Regions from separate parts of the Gasterosteus aculeatus genome. Here region 2 is linked to region 1. Evidence: chromatin contacts called from public Hi-C data. All regions are on one chromosome and are shown on one strand. The core of a region is the stretch at or near the end of the contact, and the rest is flanking DNA. Distances in the headings are between cores, read along the strand shown.

Region 1 (3,945 bases), core at 819-3,318:
ATCGCTCACTTCATGACCAATTTGAATACTATTACTAGAAGACGGGGGGGCAATAAAGCGACTGGGGGCAGTTTCTTGAATAGCGCTCTACTTTGAATTGTAAACAAGATGCACAAGAGGGAGTGTGGATCATAACGATCTTCACGGGGGAATCAGAACACGTCTCAAAGTCAAAGGTCAAGGTCTCAAAGTCAAAGGTTGTTTCCTGAGGTTCACAGGTATTCCCCATGTGTCACGGGGGGAGAACGTGCATGTTTTTAAAGTGGGTGGAATCTCCCTTTAAAGGCTTGTTTGTGAAAACCAGACCGGTGCATCAGTTTGTTCTTTCAAAGAGACGTGACGCCCTCAAGTGGTTGCTCAGGGCTCTGCATGCAGGACGTTTTCTTTGTTTCCTTTGTTGCGAGCAGGGCCGATCGTGTACGCAGCTTTGGGATTTTGGGGATATTACAAACAAAAAGAAGTAGTATTTTGTATCCCCCCCACCCTACCTGTGTGAGTTATTGAAATAGTAAATCCGACAATTCACTCATGTGCATTTTTCAACACATGGTAAAATCTGGAATATTAATACTTTATATGCAATAATGTGAATTCAGCAGTTCCTTCTGTATACGTGTTATTGTTTGTCTCTCAGGGGCCATGTACGGTGTAGCAACCAAAGAGAAAAAGTATAGTAATATGACCCTTTCCTTATCTGCTGTTATTTAATTCATAGCATAAAAACTGTTTACATACTTGATAATGAATCGCTTAACGATTTCCTTTAGTTTCTTAAGGAACGTAATAGGAAAAATAGTATTTCGCACTTTGTATTTTACACCATTGGTTGATAAAGTGGAGAAAAAAAACCGGAAGCACACAACCACGTCTTTAGATTTTCTTCTCACTCATCAACCCTCGTGCTTTTATTTTGGTAGAAGATCTCCGTCATGAACTGAAGTTCTGACTTGACGCTGTAGCGGTCGGGCCTCGCTCTGATCCAATCCAGGACATCTCCTCGATTTCTGGCTCTTCGGTTGCCGTAGATCAGAAGGACGGAGCAGCCGGACGGGCAGAGCAGTTCCTCCCTCTCAAGAGCCAGCAGGTCTGGGAGGTACTGCGCGGGGTCGTGGTCCATCAGAACCAGATCCAGCCCATCGCTGACCCTTTGATTGACCTCGAGAAACGAACGCAAAGTTGGGATGGCCTCCGCCGAGCTGGATGTCAGCACCTGGAACTGAACGGGTGGAACCCTTTCAATGAGCACGGTTACATCTTATTTCGGTGCAGTAGAGCCCAAACCCTCGTCCTTCCCTGGGCGGACCTGCGAGTGTTTGAAGCCAGCCACAAGTATGACCTCCTCCCCGAGCTCCGCGGCCAGTGGGTCCAGCTCCACCGCGATCAGCCGGCCAGCTGGGCGAAGCAGACGCAGCACGCGGACTGAACTGTAGCCGCAGTGCATCCCGAGCTCCAACACCCGGGACGGGCCGAGCCGCCTCACCGCTTCGTCCAGCGCCTCACCTGGGAGGGATGACAGCTGATGGTGATTCCTTTTATCGGCCCCCTTCGCCACATCTGGGACTAATCGTTGACCCGGCACCGCTACTCTGATGTCAAGGGTCGAGTGTCGCGGAATTCCAAACAGAAATGCAAATGATCAAAAGCCCAAATTCAGTTATATTAAAAAGTTAAGTGTTGTCTTACTTTTAGCTGTTGTGAGTGAAATGGAAAAGTCAGTGTTCATTTGAAGACTTTTTAACAGCTTTAAATGAATGATCTGCAAGATTTTCATGACTTGTGACTTGATGCACTGAAGGGACCCCGCATACCGACCGGTCAGTGGGCCGATGCAGAGAGACGGGTGTGTGTCGGCGTACAGCTCAAAGGTCTGCAGGACGCTGTCGGCCTGGCCGTGGGTGCATTGGGAGAACACGAAGGCGTGGGTGCTCTTTGCACACGCTCTCCCTCGCAGCAGCCTCAGCGCCCAGGCCAGAGCCCCGTGGCACAGGGAGGCCACTTTGACGCGGCAGCGAGCGCTCACCATGAAGACGGCGGGAAGCAGCGGGACGCAGGCGACCACCAGCCACATTTCAGGAGTTGTGGCGCGGGCGGGAAGGCCCGGGAGAAGCTGGGGGTGAAAAGAGGAGAGCGAGAACACGCGAGATTAACGACGAGGGTCCCGTTCCACAGCACAGATTTGAGGTATTTCTCCGTCCCGGTTTTGAATAAATCACAACTCGGACTTGTGCTTTGTTGGCGTGCAGATGTTCTAACGTTCACACTCAATTCTCCATCATTCTGAAATAGGAGCTCAAAGGGTCATAATGACGGTTTTATACTCAACCTTACGCAGGAATAATTAAAAGCCCGAAGCAATATATGGACTGAATAATGTGCGTTTCTAAGGCAACCACCAACAATCACCTGAGCTCTGGCTCCCTCTGCAGGCACTACTTGCTCTTAACATACTTGGAAATGCAGGTAAATAAAAGTCACTGCATGTCTTACACTTACAGTTACATTTCAGAAGAAGTGCTTACCGTGAATAAATCTGTTTCTGGATCAAAAGAAATTCAACCAACGTACAATGCAGTAAATACACGACACTAGGATTCTGATGAATAAAGAACGGAAGTACTATATACTGTTAAATTAATAAATCAATTGATAAATTAGTACGTTTTTTTATATTAATCTTTAAAAAAGGCAAAGTCCATATGAGCTACATCTTGGAATAAACACAAAAAATACTGAATATACAAATGTAGGGTTACCATGAAGTCAGTGGTGTTGAAGTAAAAAATATGAACATGGTGCTTTTCGTGAATTCTGAAATAGTTCTAAGAAAAGAAAATTCTTTCTTTGGGATTTCCTGAGACAGAAGAGGTGACACGTTTGCAGCAACGGTGTAATACTTACCAGAGTGACCTGTCAAACCCAGATGGGACTGTCAACAATGCGAGCAGCAGAAACAGATAAACCGACCGTGACTGTCTCCTAATCAGAAGCCTTGTGGGAAAGAGATCCGAATACAATGGAGGAAATCCACAGAGCCTTTTTTCTGATCCAGGAAATCGAAGCCTGAGGAGCCGAAGAGAGGAGGGCCAGGTGAATCATTACAGATGAACCGCTTCGAGCTCCTCCCACCTTTCAGTGCTGCTTCATTCCACAGGAGGTCAGCAAATATGTGAGAATGTGAAAATACATCAAGCCTGTGAACAAACTGTCTGTATAGGAACTGGGAAAGTATTGCCTGAAGGTCAGCGAACATTGGGTACAAACGAATGGCTTTTAATAGTGTTTTGATTTGTGCTTAATGCGTTGAAACGGTTTGTGTGGCCAAAACTGTTTGCATCGACATTTCATCTGGCTTGGTGTTGCACTTTGACACCATTGACACCATGTTTCCAGAGATTTCAAACTTAAATTGGAGATTTCAAATAGATGTTCCCTGCAAGGATCCCTTCTGTCCCTCAAAACAGCCTAACCAGCGAAACCATGGCAACGGGAACTAAGATTTGTCCGAAAAGGGAATCCTGTTAACGTAGTTTACGCAAAGTTTCTACTCGCACAATGCAGTTAAATCTGTTTTGAACAATACAAATCATAGAAAAACAGACAAGAATGTGTCGATGAACAAAAATAAACACATTTCATTTTCTAAATGCTGCACTATTGTGTATTTCCTCATAATGGTTAATGACTGGAGACATTGTCTTCAACTCCATTTCCAGACACATCTGCGTAAAAAGCAGGAAGGTGCACAGCGCACTGTGAGCTGGCTCCTTTGTTTTCTGGTGCATTATCTCCAAATCAGTGAACTCGGTGCTCCCAAGTGGCCCCACGGAGTTGAGGAGAGTGTGAGGTCCCCAGTGTGTTGCTGCCCTCATTGGTCGATGGAGTATTTTGGGCCAATGGAGCGGATCACGCTGCGGTGCGCAAGTCCCGTCAGTTCAGCTGCGTCAA
Region 2 (3,714 bases), core at 22-2,521, 170 kb before region 1:
ACACCTCTTTTAATTAAAAACCGTCACAATTAGAGAAATATTACTGAAAAAGTGTGAAATCATTCAGTAAAAGGGTGAAATTTGCGCCACATTTTGGGCCAAAACAATAATTTCCCACTTTTTAACATGTTCGGGTTGATGTTATTGCAGAAACAGTCATTTGGGTTCACGTCATTTTCCTCCGACATAACTAGAGCACAGGCCGTTCTCATTGTCTTTTCAACAGCACACTGTTGGACACTTTCGACCCGTGCAACAGATCACTTGCATGCACATTAACGTGCGTGAATCTGTCATTTTCCATTTACGCATTCCTATACAGCCGTCAGAAGCGATTCCACATCTACATCCACAGCAGCCCAGCGATGGCCGCCGTGACTCGGCGTCAGATCAGTTCAATCTATATGTAGAAGTGCGTAAAACCTCTTTACCTTCTGCCGCTTGGATCACGCTGACTTCCAGCCCCTTGAACGTTTTGCTGGCGAGCTCCTCCAGCGCGCACAGCGGTGACGAAGGAGTGGTGATCCCGTTGCGCGCGGAGTTGGAGCCCGCGACTTTCTCCAGCACTCTGGGTGGACAGATACTGGCGACCGACTTCTTGACCGAGGGTTTGTTAAGGATATCCTCGATGCTGAACGGCGTCAGGGGCTTGTTGGAGTTCGCCGGCGGCGGCAGCTGGTCCAGCGGAGCCCGTCTCCTCTCCTCGCCGCCGGAGTGTAACACAGAACCTGCCTTCATGTCTGTACTGGAGGTCATCGCAGTCCCGGAGAATCGCTGCTTCCAGAAAAGTTGATTATTTCATTCAACTCGCGGGTTTGGGACAAACGTGTTCCACGCTCGTTTGTCGCGGAACCCCCCCCACCCCACCACCACCACCACCCTTCCTAAAGGTTGACGCTCAAAGCCGCAATTTAGCTCGCCTGAGAGCTTTCCTCCAAAAGAACCATGCTCCGGGCGCAGGCGAAAAGGCAGCCGGACTGTATTCCCCTCAGAGAGTCGCAGTTCCTCTGCCAAGCTCCATGTAGATCTTTAGGAAGTAACACACTGGAGGGGGGTGAATCCCTGCAAGGGCACAAAAAAAAAGAAGCTGTCTCAAAAGCAGCAAGAAAAAGAAAGCGGCCGCTAACGAGTTATTGTTGATTGGGCGAAGTTCAATTAGAGTAACACTACACTACTCGCTGACCCGCTGCTGCGTCTTAAAGGGCCAGACCATAATAACTAATTGGACGTGGGGGAGAGGAGGAGTCTGTTGCTGCCGAGGAGAAAGATGTGAATGTTTATGCATCTGTTTCCCTCTGCTGGCGTGTTCTGCTAGAAAGGGGGAGCCGATGGCCATTAAAACACCTATTTGCATTATGGAGTTTTATATATATATATATATGGATTAAAAGTTCTGAAGGAAACAGCGAGGCGACAACGCGCTCCAGCCGCGGGGTACATTTGGTCGTTTTCGTGCGTAATTACGCATTGCATGTTCCACTGGATTTTTGGCTTAAGAAACAATAAGATCATCTACGGATCTGAAGTGTATTGAGCTGATTTGCCTACAATTAAACAGAAGCTGTGGAGGTTTAAACCACGTTGTTAAACACCACGGGTTTCGTCCCCCTGTGCGGCAGCAGATAGATGATCTCATCTGAAAGCAAAAATGAATTAATTTAAATTATGGCTCGTGTTTATTTTGCACACTGATACAAATATTATTTATGTTTATTGTCTGATGATTAAGCCGGGAATTAATATAATATAAACATTTCAGGGTTGAATTCCACTATTCATTTTTGTCCATGCTGTTATTTTTCATGTTGTATTATTTTGTATCGACTCATCATCCGCGCGTTGGCGACCCTGCAGTTACAAGCCCCAGTTACAGCCCTGTGATGTGAAAACAAGCGGATAATAAAGGTTACGCCGCATGCTGAGGACGGACAAACATGATATATTCACCGGTGAGGCTTTTAGGATGTAAGACAGACACCAACGGGCACCGAGGACAGCAGCAGGAAACACGCCGCGTTTCATTGAAGGCGCCACAAATGCAACACATTCAACCACGTGGGTCCTTCATTCGTTTTAATGCATTTTTGGAAAATGCACATAAAATGTAATCATAACGAAATGTAGAGGAGTAGTGGTTTGAGAAAAATGCAAAGGAGGTGAACACCTTGTATATCCTTGAAATAGAACAAAAGCCACCTAACGGTACAATAACATATGAAATTGACTTTACATTTTGGCATCTGAATCATATTCTCTGTGTGCCGACTTGTAATATAAACCAGAGGCTCAATAAAAAATGTGGAATTACTAGGTTCTTTTTTACAATGGGATTATTCTGACCCATTTGCTGCTCAGGAAGCCACTGCGCAGAGCCTTGTGCCAACAGCAGCATATGGTGACATTGGTTTAGGGACAGAGTTATAAAACAGCAGGATTCTATTAGCTACCTTGGAGGTCCACCCTTTGTGGCTGCTTTGAATAAATATTCCTCCATAACAAGCAGGAGTGTTTGGGGATGAATTCAATTTAGGCATTGGGACGCAAACATGGATCGTTGTGATAAAACGGATCATTTCAGCTGGTCTGAGCAGATATGAGCTTGGCTCACCTTGACACCTCAATTCAAACATTAGTTTGAAATGTAAAGGGGATTACAGTACAATGTGTGTTTTTTTTGATGCACATGTTCCACTTACAGAAAGACACACATATTACTTCTAAAAATATATAATAATAATAATTATTTAATACTAGCGTATAGTTTAATTTTAGTTTTCTTTTCTGGACTGGATGTTTGATATACCCGAGTTTCAAATAATAATGTGACATTATCCCTGCAGGCCTCTTGTCATCCACACTGATGATTGTGAGACGGCGCAACAACCTGCTGAGTTTATTTTATTGTCATTTCTACAGCTTGCGTGTCCACAACGATAAAAGTGCACGGGGGCACTGAAGACCATCTGGACTCACGCTGCTGTAGATTATCAACCTCAAATTTAGTTGAAGCATGAATGGCCCTCAGACACCCCCCCCCCCCCCCCCCACCCCCACCACCCCTCTAAACGACGGTCCACTGGTCTTCAAGGTCTGCAGCGAAGCAGCCGTGGTCAGAGGTTTATTTTCATTGCATTGGTTTAATTTAAACGTAAATTAGAAGCAGACTAGCTGACATCATCAATCATCAAATCTTGAGGGATTTAATTGGACGATTCGCGCCTATCAGCACCGCCCCCCCCCCCCCCCCCCCCCCCTCGCTCTTACTCCTGAAAGTAGCGCGTTGCATGAATTCAGATACTATTATTAAATCTTTTATTTTTTCGTGTGTCATCCTTTGGTTCCATGAAATCAAAGCAGTGGGAAAAGTGCCACCCGGTAAAGGTCAGCTGAGCTCCACGTCATTAAGCCCCAGATCAAATGAGAGTGGTCCGCAGAGAATATCAAGGAGAGTCTCCACCGGAAGCTGGAAGAAACTTCAATAATAATCCTGAAGATGTCATTTGTTGGAATGCTGTAACGTCACCGATCACTGCTGCAAAAAACACATGCGAGGCCTGTTTAATGTTCTTTAGAGATTATTTTAAATATTAAACAATATAAAAAACAAAAAACAAAATATAAAGACTATGAAATAAAAAATGACGGAGGTCTAGTTATCAATATTTATTCAAATATATACTAAAGGTCTAAATTATGGATTTACGATTATATTTT

The links. Hi-C and Micro-C count contacts between places; a contact is called where the count stands out from the background.
Region 2: a Hi-C map of skeletal muscle shows a contact between it and region 1, with 2.8 times the contacts expected there. The contact joins the promoter of lbx2 here to the promoter of LOC120817343 in region 1. A contact is called at or near these places in 2 of 6 Hi-C or Micro-C datasets (both in skeletal muscle).

Annotation. Positions count from the first base shown.
Region 1 is chr4:3,040,998-3,044,942 of fGasAcu3.hap1.1, reverse strand. LOC120817343 (transmembrane O-methyltransferase homolog) reads right to left here and starts at 2,068. Exons shown (of 3, transcript XM_040173475.2): 1 at 1,813-2,068; 2 at 1,304-1,500; 3 at 685-1,216. The coding sequence starts at 2,068. The coding sequence ends at 884. LOC120817340 (LIM and calponin homology domains-containing protein 1) reads left to right here and starts at 2,041. Exons shown (of 29, transcript XM_078101913.1): 1 at 2,041-2,181.
Region 2 is chr4:3,210,692-3,214,405 of fGasAcu3.hap1.1, reverse strand. lbx2 (ladybird homeobox 2) reads right to left here and starts at 1,271. Exons shown (of 2, transcript XM_040175638.2): 1 at 432-1,271. The coding sequence starts at 756.